2 separate regions of the Mus musculus genome follow, and region 1 is linked to region 2. A link is a contact called in public HiChIP or PLAC-seq data. All regions are on one chromosome and are shown on one strand. The core of a region is the stretch at or near the end of the contact, and the rest is flanking DNA. Distances in the headings are between cores, read along the strand shown. Region 1 has its middle 22 kb from the start of Slc9a8. Region 2 holds the start of Ptgis (prostaglandin I2 (prostacyclin) synthase).

Region 1 (7,759 bases), core at 2,735-5,234, 160 kb before region 2:
GCAGAATCACAGCCCAGCCCCTGGTTTTTGTTGCTGGTATTTTTTGAGACTGTCTCTCACTATGCCGTCCAGCCTGGCTTTGAACTCGCAGAGAAGGTCCTGCGACTGCTTCTTGTACTGGGATTACAAGTGGAGCCCAACATGTAGGCTTTGAAAATATCTTCAGGGACTGGAGAGATGGCTCGGCAGTTGAAAGCACCTCCTGCTCTTGCAGAGGACCCTGTTTCAGTTTCCAACACCCAGATCGTGTGGATCCTAACTCCAGCTCCAAGGGACCCGGTACCCTTTTCCAGCCTCCTGAGGCACACTTGCATGTGCTCATGCACTCACACACACACACACACACACACACAATTCAAAAGAAAGAATATATTATAATAATGAGCCAAAGCTGCTTCTACTTGTGGGTGGGCGGGCGCTGAGCCAGTCCTGACTCCCTGTGGCACTGTGGCAATGGCAAGTGCTTTAGTGCCCTTGAGTTTGAGAACTATAAACTATATTGCTCGGGTAATTCTTGCCTGGGCATGAAGTCACCCTTGTTTGCTCAAGTCCCTGTTCTCTGAAACATGAGGAACTTTCTCAGGCCCGGGTGGGTCCCGTGGTCCCCTCCTCTGTCCTATCCTGTATTTGCACTTGGAGTGGAGGGGGAAAAGGGCCCTGACTCACTCAGCTCTGGCTTTGTTTAACGTAGTTTCGGTTTGGTTTGGTGTGGAGTTTTTGTTTTGTGTTGTGTTTCGAGATGGAGACTCACACGGAGCTGAGGATGATCTTAAACTCCTGACCCTCTCAGTTCTCCACTTCCCAAGCGTAAGGATTTCAGGTTGTGCCACCAGTCCGGTGCCTCTGCTTTCTCTGGCCACTTACATGCCCGCTTCAGTGTTCTGTTCCGTCTATAAGTATGGTGGGGTTGGGGGATGGGTATGGGGGACTTTTGGGATAGCATTGAAAATGTAAACGAGGAAAATACCTAATTAAAAAAAAAAGTATGGGAAGAGAAAAAAAAAAAAGTATGGTGGGGCACACTTTTAATTCCAGCACTCTGTAAAAAGAGGTAGGCAGATCTCTGTATGTTTGAAGCCAGCCTGGTATACATAGTTAGTTCAGGACAGCTAGAGCTACAGTGAGATCTGTCAATTAAAAGTTTAAAATGCCTCTTGGGTTCCAGCTTGCACCGAGGAGGCAGGCCCAGCATCAGGAGGGCCGTGGGGCATCCAGCGGTGGGAGGGGTTTCTCCTGCCTCTGATGTGTCTTTCACATCGAGGTACCCACCAAGGCTTGTTTGTTTTGTTTTATTTGAAGACAGGTCTCTCTCACTAAGCAGCCAGGCTAGACTCAGACTTGCTGCATGCAATCCCCCTGTCTCTGCCTCCAGGGAGGTGCTGGGATCACAGGCATGTGCCACCCTTTCCAGTTCCAGGGCTTTTAAATTCAGTTTTTCGTATATTTTATGTATATGTTGCATTGTTCACTCGCATGTCCGTTTATGTACCCTTATGTGCCTGGTGCTCGCAGAGGCCAGAAGAAGGTATCGAGTCCCCTGTCTGCGGTTACAGTTGTGAGCCACCTTGTGAGAGCTGGTGATCATACCTTCCTCTGCAAGAGCAGCCAGTGGCCGTCTCCCAGTCCCTCTACTGCTTTTAATGAATTAATTTCTGCTCAGCAGGCTGGGTCTCATGTAGCCCCTCAAATCCCCTCCTAGCTAAGGATGGTCTTGTTGTTCCACCTCCTAGGTACTAGGATCACAGGCATGCACCACTATGCTTAGTTTATGGGGTGCTGGGAGTAGAACCTAGGGCTTCACGCTTGCTAAGGAAGCGCTCTACCGACTGAGCTACATACATCCTTAGTCTTCTAGTTGACTCTGTTGTCTGCAGTGTAGAGCTCCCTGCCCAAGTACTCAGCGTCTGTTGAAGGAATGAGTGAATGAACTTGTGAATGAATGAATGAATGAATGAACATTTTGGGAACTCCTCCGTTCCCACTGTTTCCATCCTGAGAAGGAACGTCAGAGTCTACCTCCCAGGTCCTGGTGCACAGAGTTCTTTCAAAGGTCAGGGATGGTCTTATCCCCTGGAGGCCTTCAGATGAAAGGGTGGAGGAAGGACTGAGGGCTGGCTGCTTTGGGGTCAGCTGAGGGGGAGCTGTCCGTGCTTGGTGACGGAGGGAGGAAGCAGCCTTTGGATCCTGCTCAGGAACAGCCTGGGGCAGGGGGATTTCCTCTTTGCCTGGCCTTTCTGTTGTGCAAACCATAAATCACTTTAAATAGTGATTTTTGTAAAATTACAATTATGAGTCATTTGATGGTGATGATGTTTCTCTTATAAGATTTATTTTATTTATTTTATGTATATGAGGGCACTGTAGCTGTACATGGTTGTGGTTGCGATGGTTGTGGTTGCTGGGATTGAACTCAGGACCCAGAGCGCTCCTGCCCCGATCGCTCCGGCCCAAAGATTTATTATTATACGTAAATTCACTGTACCTGTCCTCAGACACACCAGAGGAGGGCGTCAGATCTCATTACGGATGGTTGTGAGCCACCATATGGTTGCTGGGATTTGAACTCAGGACCTTCAGAAGAACAGTCAGCGCTCTTAACCACTGAGCCATTTCTCCAGCCGGGTGACGATGATTTTTGTGACAGGGTCTATGTAGTCCTGCCTATACTGGAGCTTGATATGTAAACCAGGCTGGTCTGGAACTCACAGAGATCTGCCTGCTTCCGCCTCCCCAGTGCTGGGATTAAAGGCGTGCACTACTATCATGTGTATGTGAATGTCCATAGGTAGGTATTCATGAGTGTCAGTACTGGAGGAGCCCAAACATGTCAGATTCCCCTGGACCTGGAGTCACAGATGGCTGTGAGCTGTCCAGTGTGGTGGGTGTTGGGAACTTGAGTTTGGTCTTCCACAGAGCAGTTAATCAGAGTTATCTCTCTAGCCCCACTAGGCAGATATATTTAAAAGTCGGCTTATACTTGGTGTCAGTTGGAAGAGTTTAGCTGTGAAGGGTCTAAGATGGAATTTGTTTGCAAGCGGTCTGTTTAGGAGACAACAATCCCCAGAAACTCAGCTGGAGAGCAAGCACGGAGGGCCATGGGAGGGGGAAAGCCTAGCTTGCCGACAGTCACTCAGCAGGCAGCTAGCCTGGGCTCCTGGGCTCATCACGATGGGGACTCTGAGACTTGGGGTAGTACGCCCCTCAGAATTGTCCACTTGAGAACAAGAGAGCCACCAGCTCCTGTCAATCATGGGTTAAGTGGTGCTCCCTGGGGAATGCTTCCCCCACTTTTCATACATGTCTTCTCAACACCTGTGGGGGACAAAACCCTTGAGCCAAGATCATAGGTGCTGGGATCTCCTGGGCCATCATGCATGAGGATGGTGGGGGATGGGGGATAGGCTGAGAACCAGCATCATCCCTGACACAGGCATGCACTGAGGAAGCAAGGAAGTCAGCATGTGGGGACGTGATGTGGCTTTGGGTGCAGATACTGCCTCCTGTGTTCCCAGGACTTGGTGTTTCATGAGCCATGGCCACCTTTGAGCTTTAGGCTTCCCTGGTTCATCTCAGCAGAAAGAAAGCCTTCCTGACCTGGCAAGGTGGCTCAGAGAGTAAAAAACGGATTGCTGCCAAGCCTGACAATCTGAGTTCGGTCCCTGGAGGGGAGAACTGCCTCCAACAAGTGGTCCTTTGGCTTTCACATATTGGTCATGGTGCTCAAGTGCCCCTTGGTATGCTACACACAAAATAAGCAAATTACATATGCATAAACATTTAAAAGAAACCAATGCCTTCCCAATAATTCTAGCAAAATCCTGGGGTTTGAAGCAGATGCGTTGGTGTGCACATGCAATCCCAGCATCTGGAAAGCTGAATCAGAAGGGTCACAAGTTCAAGGACAGCCTGGACTACATAGTGAGCCCTGTTCCCGGAAAACCAAACTACTCCTCTGCCTTCCAAATTCCAAAGGCTGACTCATCGGCTGCTCGGGACATGCGAGCATCTCTGGATCCACTCATCGCGGAGCAATGAGATTGGCTGGTCCACCAGCTTCATGCACTTAGCCTTCTTTGGACCCATGGCTCAAGCAAACCCCACAGGCCTCAGCATGGGCATGCAGAGGAAAGGGGCATCACAGATATCAGGGTGTTGTGAAGGAGTGGGGAGCTGACAGGACAGGTGAAAGCCACTGTTAGCAGGGTATGGTGACTGGGCGTGGTGGCGCACACCTTTAATCCCAGCACTTGGGAGGCAGTGGCAGGCAGATTTCTGAGTTTGAGGCCAGCCTGGTCTACAGTGTGAGTTCCAGGACAGCCAGGGCTGTACAGAGAAACCCTGTCTCAAACAAAACAAAACAAAACAAAACAAAGCAGGGTGTGGTGGCGCACACTGACATCCCTCAGGAGGGGGACTATCACTGAGGTGAAACACCATGACCAAAAGAAGTTGGGGAGGAAAGGGTTTATTTGGCTTCCACATCATAGTCCATCACTGGAGGATGTCAGAACAGGATCTCAAGCGGGGCAGAAACCTGGAAGCAGGAGCTGCTTACTGACTTGCTTCCCATGGCTTACTCTGTCTGCTTTCTCATAGACCCCAGGATCTCCAGCCCAGGGATGGCCCCTCCCACAATGGCTGGGCGCTTCCTCGTGGATCACCAATTAAGAAAACAACTCGCAGCTGGATCTTATGTAGGCCTCTTCTCAACTGAGGTCCCTCTAGCATGGTGTGTCACACTGACATAAAACTAGCCAGGACAGAGGCTTAGGCAAAATACTTTTTTTTCCAGCCCCCAAAATACTTTTTTTTGGGGGGGGGCAGTTTTGAGACAGGGTTTCTCTGGGTATCCCTGGCTGTCCTGGAACTCACTCTGTAGACCAGGCTGGCCTTGAACTCAGAAATCTGCCTGCCTCTGTCTCCCGAGTGCTGGGATTAAAGGCGTGTGCTACCATGCCCGGCTTTAAATGTAAATTAATACATGTGTATTTTAAAAAATATTGCTCAGTGGTATAGTGCTTTTTTAGCATGTTTAACAGCCCTAGGGGCAATCCCAGGAAGGAAGGAAGGAAGGAAGGAGGATATAATGGATCTACAGCAGGGACTGGCTGTATTTTCCTCTGTGCAGCCATAGGAAGTCTCTATTACATGCTCTTGTCTCTTCATAGTTTTTCTTCAAGCTTTGTTTTATTAGTTTGTTGTATTTTCAAGTCAGGGTTTCTCTGTGTAGCCCTGGCTGTCCTGGAACTTACCCTGTAGATCAGGCTGGCCTTGAACTCACAGAGATCCACCTGCCTCTGCCTTTGCCTCTAGAATGTTGGGACTAAAGGTGTGTGCTACCACTGCCTGGCTTTCTCCAAGCTTTTAAATTAAAAAGGCTTTTTAAAAACAACAACAACAACAACAGGATCTCATGTAGCCCAGGCTAGTCTTACATTTGCTATGTAGCTGGGGATAATTTTGAACCTCTGATCCTGCTTTGGTTCTCCAGCCAGTGCTGCAGGCTTGAGAACACACACACACATGCATACACACTACATACATACACACACACATATATACACAGACACATACACACACACATACACACATACACACACACATACATACTACATACATACACATACACACACATACACACACATACTACATACACACACACACATATATACACAGACACATGCACACACATACACACACACATACACATACATACTACATACATACATACACACAAACATATATACACACATACACACACATACACACATATACACACATGCATACTACATACATACACACATACACACACACACATACTACATACATACATACACACACATATATACACATACACATACACATACACACATACACATACACACATACATACTACATACATACATACATACACACACATATATACACACATACATACACACATACACACACACACATACACACACACACATACATACTACACACACACACACACACACATACACACACACACATACACGCATACACACACATACATCATGTCTGTGGTGCTAGGGATAGAACTAACGTTTTTGTGAATGCTAGACACTCCACCCACTGATCAACAGCCTCAGAACTGGGCTTTTGTTTGTTTGTTTTTTGTTTATTAACCTTTTTTTTTTCTTTTATTGAAACAGAATCTCATTGAGCTGCCCAAACTGAACTTGAACTCCTGACGATCCTCCTGCCTTATTCTCTGCATGCACCAGGTCAGCAGACTTTAAAAAGCATTCTTTGGCCAGGCATGTCTAGGAGGTGGGGAGTGGCAGCCAGCCGCATGGTCTGGAGCACACTGGGGCCCTGGGCTCTGGTTCCTCAACTATGGAAAGACTATCATCTCTTTCACAAGACTGACTACAAACAGGTATTGGACATCTTCCTGTCACCAAGCCAAAACACTGGACACAGCAAAACTACAGAAAGAAGACAGTTCCTTGGGTTCACACTTTTGGAACTCTGGGTATCCTGTGGGGGGTGGGGGTGGGGTGGTCCAGATGGTGTGGAGCCTAAGGAATGCAAAGACCCCGAAACCAGGAAACAAAATAGAAAGGGGATCTATGGAGTCCCACCATTCCTTTCCAGCAACTTAAAGTGAAATGGAGGCACAAGGAACTCACTCTGTAGACCAGGCTGGCCTTGAATTCACAGAGCTCCGCCTGCCTCTGCTTCCCAAGTCCTGGGATTAAAGGCGTGCGCCACCACCATCCAGTGGTCCCTTTATTTTTTGAAGTAATTTACTTTTATTTTATGTCCATTGGTGTTTTGCCTGTCTGTGTGAGGGTGTCAGATCCCCTGGAACTGGAGCTACAGACAGTTGTGAGCTGCCATGTGGCTGCTGGGAATTGAAGCCAACTGAGTCCTCTGGAAGAGCAGCCAGTGCTCTTAACACTGAGTCATTTCTCCAGTCCTTGTTTTTTTTTTTTGTTTGTTTGTTTGTTTGTTTTGGGGGGATTGTTTTTGTTTTTGAGCCGGTTCTCATGTATCCCAGGCTAGCCTTAAACTGTCTATGTAGTTAACTCTTGTGCGCGCCCTGGCTCGCCAGCAAGAACGATGCTGCAACAGGATCCTTCCGCACACATTTATTGGGAGAGCTTGATTGCAGAGGCGAAGAGAGTCCAAACCCCGAACTGGTGCTGCTTATATAGGCCTAGGAGAGGCGTGCCTCACACCCAGATTGGTTATGCATGGGTTATGCTTACCACCTCATTTGCATGCCTACATCTGATTGGTTAACTTGTCTCTCATCTGATTGGTCAACCTCTCTCTCATCTGATTGGTTAACTTGTCTCTCATCTGATTGGTTAACATGTCTCTCATCTGATTGGTTAATTCTCAAAACCTCATCTTGGCAAAAAAAACTTTACTGCCTATGTATGCGTGGTGGCCAGCGGTAGCCAGCGCCACCCTGCAACGGCACATGTGGCTTCCCACAGTTAACACCTGATGTGTTTATAAAAAGATATGAGAGGGGGATGTCTTTGGTGGATATGTAGTCAGGTATGGGGGAAGAAGGTGCCTAGGTGGGTCTGTGCTGAGACATCCCTTCTCCCGGAGGGACCAGCCACAGTATAGTATAGAATAGAGTTTATTCAGGGCATGGGGAGGGGGAGTTGAGAGGGTAGTAGAGGCAGAGAGAGAGAGAAGAGAAGAGAAGAGAAGAGAAGAGAAGAGAAGAGAAGAGAAGAGAAGAGAAGAGGGCCATGAGCACGTGGGGGTGGGT
Region 2 (7,618 bases), core at 3,750-6,249:
TTATGACATGTTCTTGATATATGGAGGCTGCTACACATGAGCTTCCTCGGATGTATAAATAGCTTGATGCATAATTGTGGAGCTGAGATCAAATCCATCTAAATGATGTTCATCAACATTGTTATTACTGCAGGCTTATTTTTCAGGCTTGTAATTGTTAAATAGATTTTAGGAAGGGAGGACAACATATAAGTTCACTGATGCTCAGGCTGGCAAATGGCTCAAAAGATTAAGGCACTGGTCCTCAAACATGAGGACCTGCGTTCAATTTCAGGGACCCACATGGTTGAATGAGAGAACCAACTTCTACAAGTCGTCCTCTGAGCTCCAGATGCATGCTGTAATTTAAAATAAAAGAAGGCTGGGCAGAAGATATAGTTGCTTTTGCAGATGGCCCAAGTAGGGCTCCTAGTACCCACATGGGACCCCTCACAAATGCCCTATAACTCTAGCTGTAGAGTATCTAGCGCCCTCTTCTGGCCTCTGTGGGCACTGCACTCACATGCACAGACACAAATTCATGAATTAAATGTCGATGCTTGTTAAAGATTCTTTTTATTAAATATTTTCAGTGTGTATGTGTATATACACTTGTGTGTAAGTGTAAGCCAAGAGAGAGCTTAGTGTTTGAGAGTGTGTGCTACTTTTGCCGAGAGGTTGGGTTCTAGAACCTACCTCAGGTGGCTCACATCTCCCCCCAGGAGATCTAGCACTCTCTTCTGGACATCTTGGGTACTGCACTTGGGAAAATCCACACACTTTCTCACACATGTATACTCATATGACATGTGGAGGCCAGCTTCAACTTTAGCCTCTAAGTGTATCTAAACACATACACAGACATACAGAAATACACATACATACAGACACACACATGCACACATACTCACACAAGAAAGATTCAGAGACAAAATAGAAAACCAAAACCAAATAAGCCCTTAGACTTTTCCTGAGTCAGATTGCCTGGAGTAAGACATGATTTCACACACGTGTTAATTAGACAAGTAACATCTTTGAAGCTGCCAAGAGCCACTTACAAGTTTAGCTATGAAGTGAAATTCAAAAGAGTTTTGTAATTGTTGTTGATACATAACACTAGAAGTCACTTGGTTTTTTTTGTTTTTTTGTTTTTAAAGTATTTTATTGCTTGTCAGCGTATGTGGGAGGTGTGCCTGCTGTTGCCCATGATCCACAGCTGTCATGTGGAGCTCAGAGATCAACTGCAGCTGTTGCTTCTGTCCTTCACCAAGTAGGTTCTGGGGATTGAATTCTAGTCATCAGACTCAGCCACAAGTGCCTTTGACAGCTGAGCCAACTTAACCGCTCCAAATAACAGAAAAGCCCTAATTCTGCTGGGCGTGGTGGCACATGCTTTTAATCCCAGCACTCAGGAGGCAGAGGCTGGTGAATCACTGAGTTCCAAGCCAGTCTGGTCTACAGAGTGAGTTCCAGGACAGCCAGGGCTACACAGAGAAACCTTGTCTCCAAACAATAAGTTTTCTTATTCCAGCCAAATTTTTGAAAGAGAGGAAAAAAAAGTGGTTTAAAGAGAAATATTTCACAAATATGGTGAAATGGTTAAGGCTGACTGCCAACCAGAGTGTAGAATCACCTGGGAGATCAGTCTAAGGCAGTTGTCTTAATAGCATTAGCTGAGAAGACACGTCCACTGTGGGTGGCACCATTCCCTAGGTGGGATCCTGACTCTATGTGGATATGAATGGTGAGGAGAGCTGAGTGGCTCATGTGCTCATCACTTTTAATCTCTGGATTGAAGATGAGACATGGTGAGCTTCAAGCTCTGTCTTAATCACCATGATAGGCTGCACTCTTGATCTATAAGTCACCCTCCCACCCTCAACCTGCCTTTGTTGGGACATTTTCATCACAGCAACAGAAAAAGAAACTACAACATCCAGGCCTTCAGATTTTCAGGATAACATCCTCTTCTAGCAATGTAAAGATTATGTTGGCCAGCTTTCAGAGACGTTTTGTTTTGTTTTGTTTTGTTTTGTTTTGAGACAGGGTTTCTCTGTGTAGCCCTGGCTGTCCTGGAACTCACTTTGTAGACCAGGCTAGCCTCAAATTCAGAAATTCACCTGTCTCTGCCTCCCAAGTGCTGGGATTAAAGGCATGTGCCACCACTGCCCGGCTTTCAGAGACTTTTTAAAGGTTTATATCAGTGGTCCTCAACCTTCCTAACACTGAAGCCCTTTAGTGCAGCTCCTCATTTGTGGTGATCCCCCTCCCACCCACACAAACACATAGAATTATTTTCATTGCTACTACATAATTGTAATTTTGCTACTGTTATACATCGTAATGTTAGTATCTGATCTGCAAGATATCTGATGTACACTCTGTGAAAGGGTCATTTGACCCCCAAAGGAGTCTCAACCCCCAAGTTGAGAACCACTGGTTTATATGGCTGCAAAAAATTTAAATGTGTGATGGTACACATGTGCCATGCTCTCCCCTCCCCTCCCCTCCCCTCCCCTCCCCTCCCCTCCCCTCCCCTCCCCTCCCCTCCTCCCCCTCCCTCTCTCATGTGAAAGTCAGAGAACAACTTGCTGGGTGGCCTCTATACACCCTTGGGTGGCCTGGAACTTGCTCTGTAGAGGAGGCTGGCTTCCAGCTCGCTCGGAGGGATCCACTTGCTTCTGCCTCTCTACTGCTGAGATTAGGGTGTGCATCACCATGCGCAGTCATCATCATTTTTGAGCACTGATAAATTAGATGTGCCTAAGCCCTTGTGTTACAAGCACATTCTAATAGTTTAGAGGATTAAACACTGGTTCCCCAAAGGACTGCAGATGCAGCTCTAAACTCTTCAGCCTTCTTTGGTTGTCTTGGAACGTGTTTTTGAAACTTTGTATCTGCTGATACTTTGGTTACAACCCTAAAACACTAATCTCGGTGGACTATTGTGTGTGATGGTTATTGTGACAACTTGATACAACCTGGGAAGAAAGTATGAGGGGGCTTTTATATTGGTATAATCTGTGGCTGTGTCCATGAGAAACTGCCTAAATTACCTGATATGGGAAGACTCAGGCAACATTCCCCAGGCAGGGAAATTCTGAGCTTGGATCCTGGTTTGGATGAAAACGGCCCCCATAGGCTTCATTTTGGTCAAGAAAGTAGGCGTCAGGCACTGCTCTGTGCCTGCTGCTCTCTCCTCGTATTATCAGATCAGACCAAGTGAAGAGGCCCTGTAACGAGGGGCCACTAAGCAGCAATGAGCTCTAAGTAGAAAAGGCACTGAGACACGGGAAGAAAATAAAAATCAAAAGATGCAGGGCAGCTGGGCATGGTAGCACATGCCTTTGATCCCTGAGCTTGGGAGGCAGAGACAGGCAGATTTCTGAGTTCGAGGCCAGCCTGGTCTATAAAGTGAGTTCCAGGACAGCCAGAGCTATACAGAGAAACCCTGTCTCAAAAAACCAAAAAAAGATGTAGGGTGAGAGGCCAAATCTGCCTGGACCACAGACATACCAGCACAGAGCAGGCTGGCTTGTACCAGCTCCTCCCAGCATCGCTGCGGCTGGGAGCTCAGGCAGAAGCAAGCGCTCTTCCCACTCAGGCTTTCCTCTCAGCTCCTGAGAGGGGCACAGCTCAGAAATGTCCATGTGGGTCCAATAGGTGACATGGCATCTCATATTCATCCAGACGGAGGAATAGACAAAGTGTTGGTGGTGTCTGTCAGCTTAACTTGTGAACATACAACAGCCCCTCATGCTGACAACCCAGGTAACGGGTCAACCTGGGGCGCCAGTCACCTTCCTGGAAAATAGAGAAGGACTGGCAAAACTCCCACAGCTGAATCTACCCATCTGCTTACCCTCTGGCCTTTGTCTCATGGGTGTCTATAAATGTTAAGACCTGCCATAGACATGGAGAGAGAGAATAGGTCTTAGCCTGCTTTGGCCGATAAACAAGTCCACTCTCCTTTGTCAGCCTTTTCCCCTGATTGCTTCAGAAATACAGAGAAACCAAAGTAGTGGGCTTTGGACCTGAGTATCAGTTAATTGGCTTGCTCTTTCGGGTAGAGGACAAGGTTTACTGGTAAGGGTGGCCTCAGCAAATGTGTTTGTTCTGGAGGGAGCATGTAGGAATGTAGCTGTGTTCTGAGTGACAAGGAGCTGTGGTAGGATGGTAGGCTCTGGGCAAGTATAGGGAAGGTTCTGGTAGGGCGTGTGCGTGTGTTTGTGTGTGTGTGTGTGTGTGTGTGTGTGAGAGAGAGAGAGAGAGAGAGAGAGAGAGAGAGAGAGAGAGAGAGAGAGAGAGAGAAAGAGAGAGATGACTGGGTATATGGAGCTCAGATTGGTTTCCAACTCACTGTGTAGCCAAATCTGGCCTTGAATGCCCCCTCATCCTCCTGCCTCCACCTTCCAAGTGCTGGGGCTTACAGGCTCAGCTCTGGTACTGTGGGGAAGTGTGACTACAGAAAATGAACCCAGAAGCCAGAGGGTCAGCTGGGGTAACAACTTGGGGGATGGGAGGAGCAGATGGGAACATACAAGAGGAACACTGTCAGGACTAGGGTGGGGGACCCAGCTTCACCTTTCCCTAACACCTGGGAGAAAGTCTACAATCACCTTTTCTTGGCAGACACATTGGCTGCTCTCAGATAAGTATAGCCCTGACCATTGGTCTTCGAAAGAAACACTCCTCTAGGCTAAGTCCATCCAGAGTGTTAAGTGGTGTGTGTGTGTGTGTGTGTGTGTGTGTGTGTGTGTGTGTAAGTAAAGCAGGGATGGGGTTTGACTCCCTAATGTAATATGACCACAGACAGCTTGCGATCGTCACCACAGTCAGGTCTGTGGGCTTGGGGCAGTCTTGTGTGGCTTTAGTTCCTGGTGAGGGGGACAGGGCTGGCGTGGGGGATGGGCTGGGAACCGTGGTTGCAAGAATGTGGCCGGAAGGCTCCCCTGGTCCGCTTTGGTCCAGTCTCCTCCTCTCTGCCCCCTTCCACCACCACCAGGGGCCCGCCTCCCCAACCCCCTCTCCTCTCCTCTGCGGCAGCCCGGCCATCCCTCCCTTCCCGCTCCTTCCTCTCCATCCACGTTTTCCAGTCGGACCCCTAGAGTCGGGGCCTTTGGGGCTGGCTGGGTTGAGAATCCTGCGGTCCGGTGTTGGTGGCGGTGACTTGTTGCCACCCTGCAGCCGCACACCCTCGAGCCATGTCCTGGGCTGCTCTGCTCGGCCTCCTGGCCGTGCTATTGCTGTTGCTGCTGCTGCTGAGCCGCCGGCGCGCGCGGTGAGTATTCCCCGTGACCCGTCAGGGTGCGGAAAGGACGCCAGGTGAAATTCAGGGTCGGCGGCGTGGGACCCGGACAGTGTTGGTACTACCCACTCTGTAGCCTGCACGGTGTCCCACGCCCTGGACTCCTAGACTTTCTGTGGCTCCATCCCGGGTGGGAACGCTGAGGCTGGGGACTGGCCGCGATGCCTGGCCACGGTCACACTGATCGAGGAATTCCCACTCATGGATGAGGGTCTAATATGGGATCCAGGACATACCTGCCAGCGTAGAAATTTGGGTAGAGTCGAAACAGATCCTTGGTCCTTTAAAAGTGTAGTGCTTTGTGGCAACTCTGCCATTTAGGAGAAAAACCAAAAACTTCTCTTCATCCCAGGGAGTCCGTCTGGCAGTAGGTCTTTGTGTAAGGCATTTAAAAATTAGTTTGAATAGCACAGAATCAGAATACATTTGATTTAAACCAAGCAAGTCCCTTCCCACCCTGACTCTCCTTCTCCCTTCCCCAGGCCTTTCCTGTTGCTCGATTTGGGCAGAACTTTCCAGATTTAAAAAACAAACAAACAAACAAACAAACAAAACAAACAAAAACTAGTCTTCCCCCTCCAGACACATATTCACTACTGCAGACTAGTTTGAGAGTTTCAGAGAAGTGGCAAATGTTATCGCCTTCCCTCCTGCTACCCCTCCGGAGGCTTGCATCCTATATTCTTTTAGGGTGTTTGTCCCATTTAGAAGCCAGCCCTGGTCCCTGCCTAGTAGCTGAATTTCAGACTCTGGAATGTCCATCAGTCTCCGCAGTCAGCTTCCAGGGCCTGGGCTTGTCCAACCCCACATCCCCAGATGTTTCGAGAGTTGCTCTCCTCCTTGGACTCCAGCTCGGATGATGGGGGCAGCTCTGCTGCGTGTTTACATTAGAGCGCCTGAAAAGCCCAGAAACCCCCGAGACTTGAGTTTTTAAACAATGTGTGAGCTGAGCTCACCCCAGGCTCGCTTCCAGGTGAAAGTTAAAACCATATATTCGCTTATCGGCCCCAAAAGGAGGGAACGAAAATTCAAGAGCCGTTCCTGTTAGGAATAGCTGGGTGTCTTTAGCTGTGGGCTCTCTCCGCACCAGATCTGTGTTTTCGGCTTCCAGCATTTCCTTTCTCACACCAGATGTTAGAGGTGACATCTGTTTCCACTTCTGGGCAGGTGTTCGTGGGCTTTATCTTTATCCATTCTGCCCGTGTTTTTGCCCGTGGGCTTTCTGGTTGTTGTGAGAGCATTCTTTTTAAAACGCGTTCTATATATTTGTTTTAGTGTGTGTATGGATGTGTGTGCACCGTGGTACCCATGTGCACGTGGTACCCATGTCAGAGGATGACTTACAGGTGTCAGTTCTCACCATGTGGGTCCTGAGGATCCAATTCAGGTCATCAGGTTGGTGGCAGACACCTTTACCCGCGGAGCCATCTTGCCGGCCCTACTTGAATAGTTTTTTGTGTTCCACACATGGTGCTTTTTGTTGTCTGCTGGGGTCTGTAGCCTGTGCGACACCCTGGGGCAGGTACAGCAGCAAGGAAGAGGATGGACCGTGTGAGGCAGGGCCTCTGGCTGTTCTCTCAGCAGGGACGGTCCCTCCCTGCCTGTGGGGCAAGTTAGTGTCCTCTGTCCCAGTTCTCAGCGTCTAAAGAGATGAGATGATGGTGATGACAATGGTGATGATGATGGTAGTGGTGATGATGATGGCAGTGAAGGGTGAACACCTCCCAGCAGCAAGGTTTGGGCTGATTCTTGTTGGCTGACAATCTGAGAGTTCTTTTATCTTGGTATGAAACTGTTTTTTATACCTCTGGGTGTTAGAAAAGAAGAGCCTACTGTTGCACAAAGAAACACAGAGACAAAGCAGGGAAGAAAAAAACAAAAAACCAAAAACCTAGTCGGGTAATTTCTTTTCGGAAAAGGCTGCACGGTGACCTGAGCCTGGCTGGCAGTAGCTTGATTAGCACCTGACCATCCGTCTTGTCTCTAATCTTCTGTACTTTTCCAAGACACAGCCCTGGCCTGCTGTAAATTCACATGAACCTCCCAGGTCTGGCCATGTCAGTCATTTCCCAGTGATGTTTGGTTAATTCTCGGAGCATGGCTGGGAAATCTCTAAGACCCCTCTAAAAACCAGTAAAAACATCATATAAAACAACATGTCAGACTTTCAAAAACTCCTCCGAAGCGGACTATGGTTATTTCTTAGTTTGATATGAAAGCACGTTGACTTCCCTGGCAACAGAGTCCGTGTGTTGGCATCTCCTTTGGAACTCCCATTTCCATGACCGAATTAGGTGAAGAACCAAAACCAGACAGGGGTTTGGACGTGGG

Evidence for each region. HiChIP or PLAC-seq counts read pairs in DNA pulled down with a chosen protein or histone mark.
Region 1: a contact with region 2 is called in an H3K27ac HiChIP or PLAC-seq map of embryonic stem cells, with 5 read pairs. The contact joins the enhancer-like site here to the promoter of Ptgis in region 2. A contact is called at or near these places in 5 of 39 promoter capture datasets (3T3-L1-derived adipocytes, the HPC-7 cell line, hippocampal neurons and 1 more), 2 of 15 datasets of contacts at CTCF or cohesin (embryonic stem cells and large pre-B cells), 81 of 484 Hi-C or Micro-C datasets (the 3T3-L1 cell line, 3T3-L1-derived adipocytes, the AtT-20 cell line and 44 more), 15 of 115 datasets of contacts at active chromatin or transcription factors (the NIH/3T3 cell line, astrocytes, embryonic hindbrain and 5 more) and 3 of 9 other capture datasets (embryonic stem cells, liver and pancreatic islet).

What each region holds. Positions count from the first base shown.
Region 1 is chr2:167,396,041-167,403,799 of GRCm38.p6, reverse strand. No RefSeq gene overlaps it. Among named protein-coding and RNA genes, the nearest start is that of Slc9a8, 22 kb to the left of the region's middle. Within about 2 kb of position 3,984, at least 42 of the 459 cell types and tissues checked have an H3K27ac peak or open chromatin away from gene starts, as enhancers often do. A contact at or near this core is called in the HL-1 cell line, the NIH/3T3 cell line, embryonic fibroblasts and 5 more, where this site is marked.
Region 2 is chr2:167,237,986-167,245,603 of GRCm38.p6, reverse strand. Ptgis (prostaglandin I2 (prostacyclin) synthase) reads left to right here and starts at 4,999. Exons shown (of 10, transcript NM_008968.4): 1 at 4,999-5,260. The coding sequence starts at 5,184.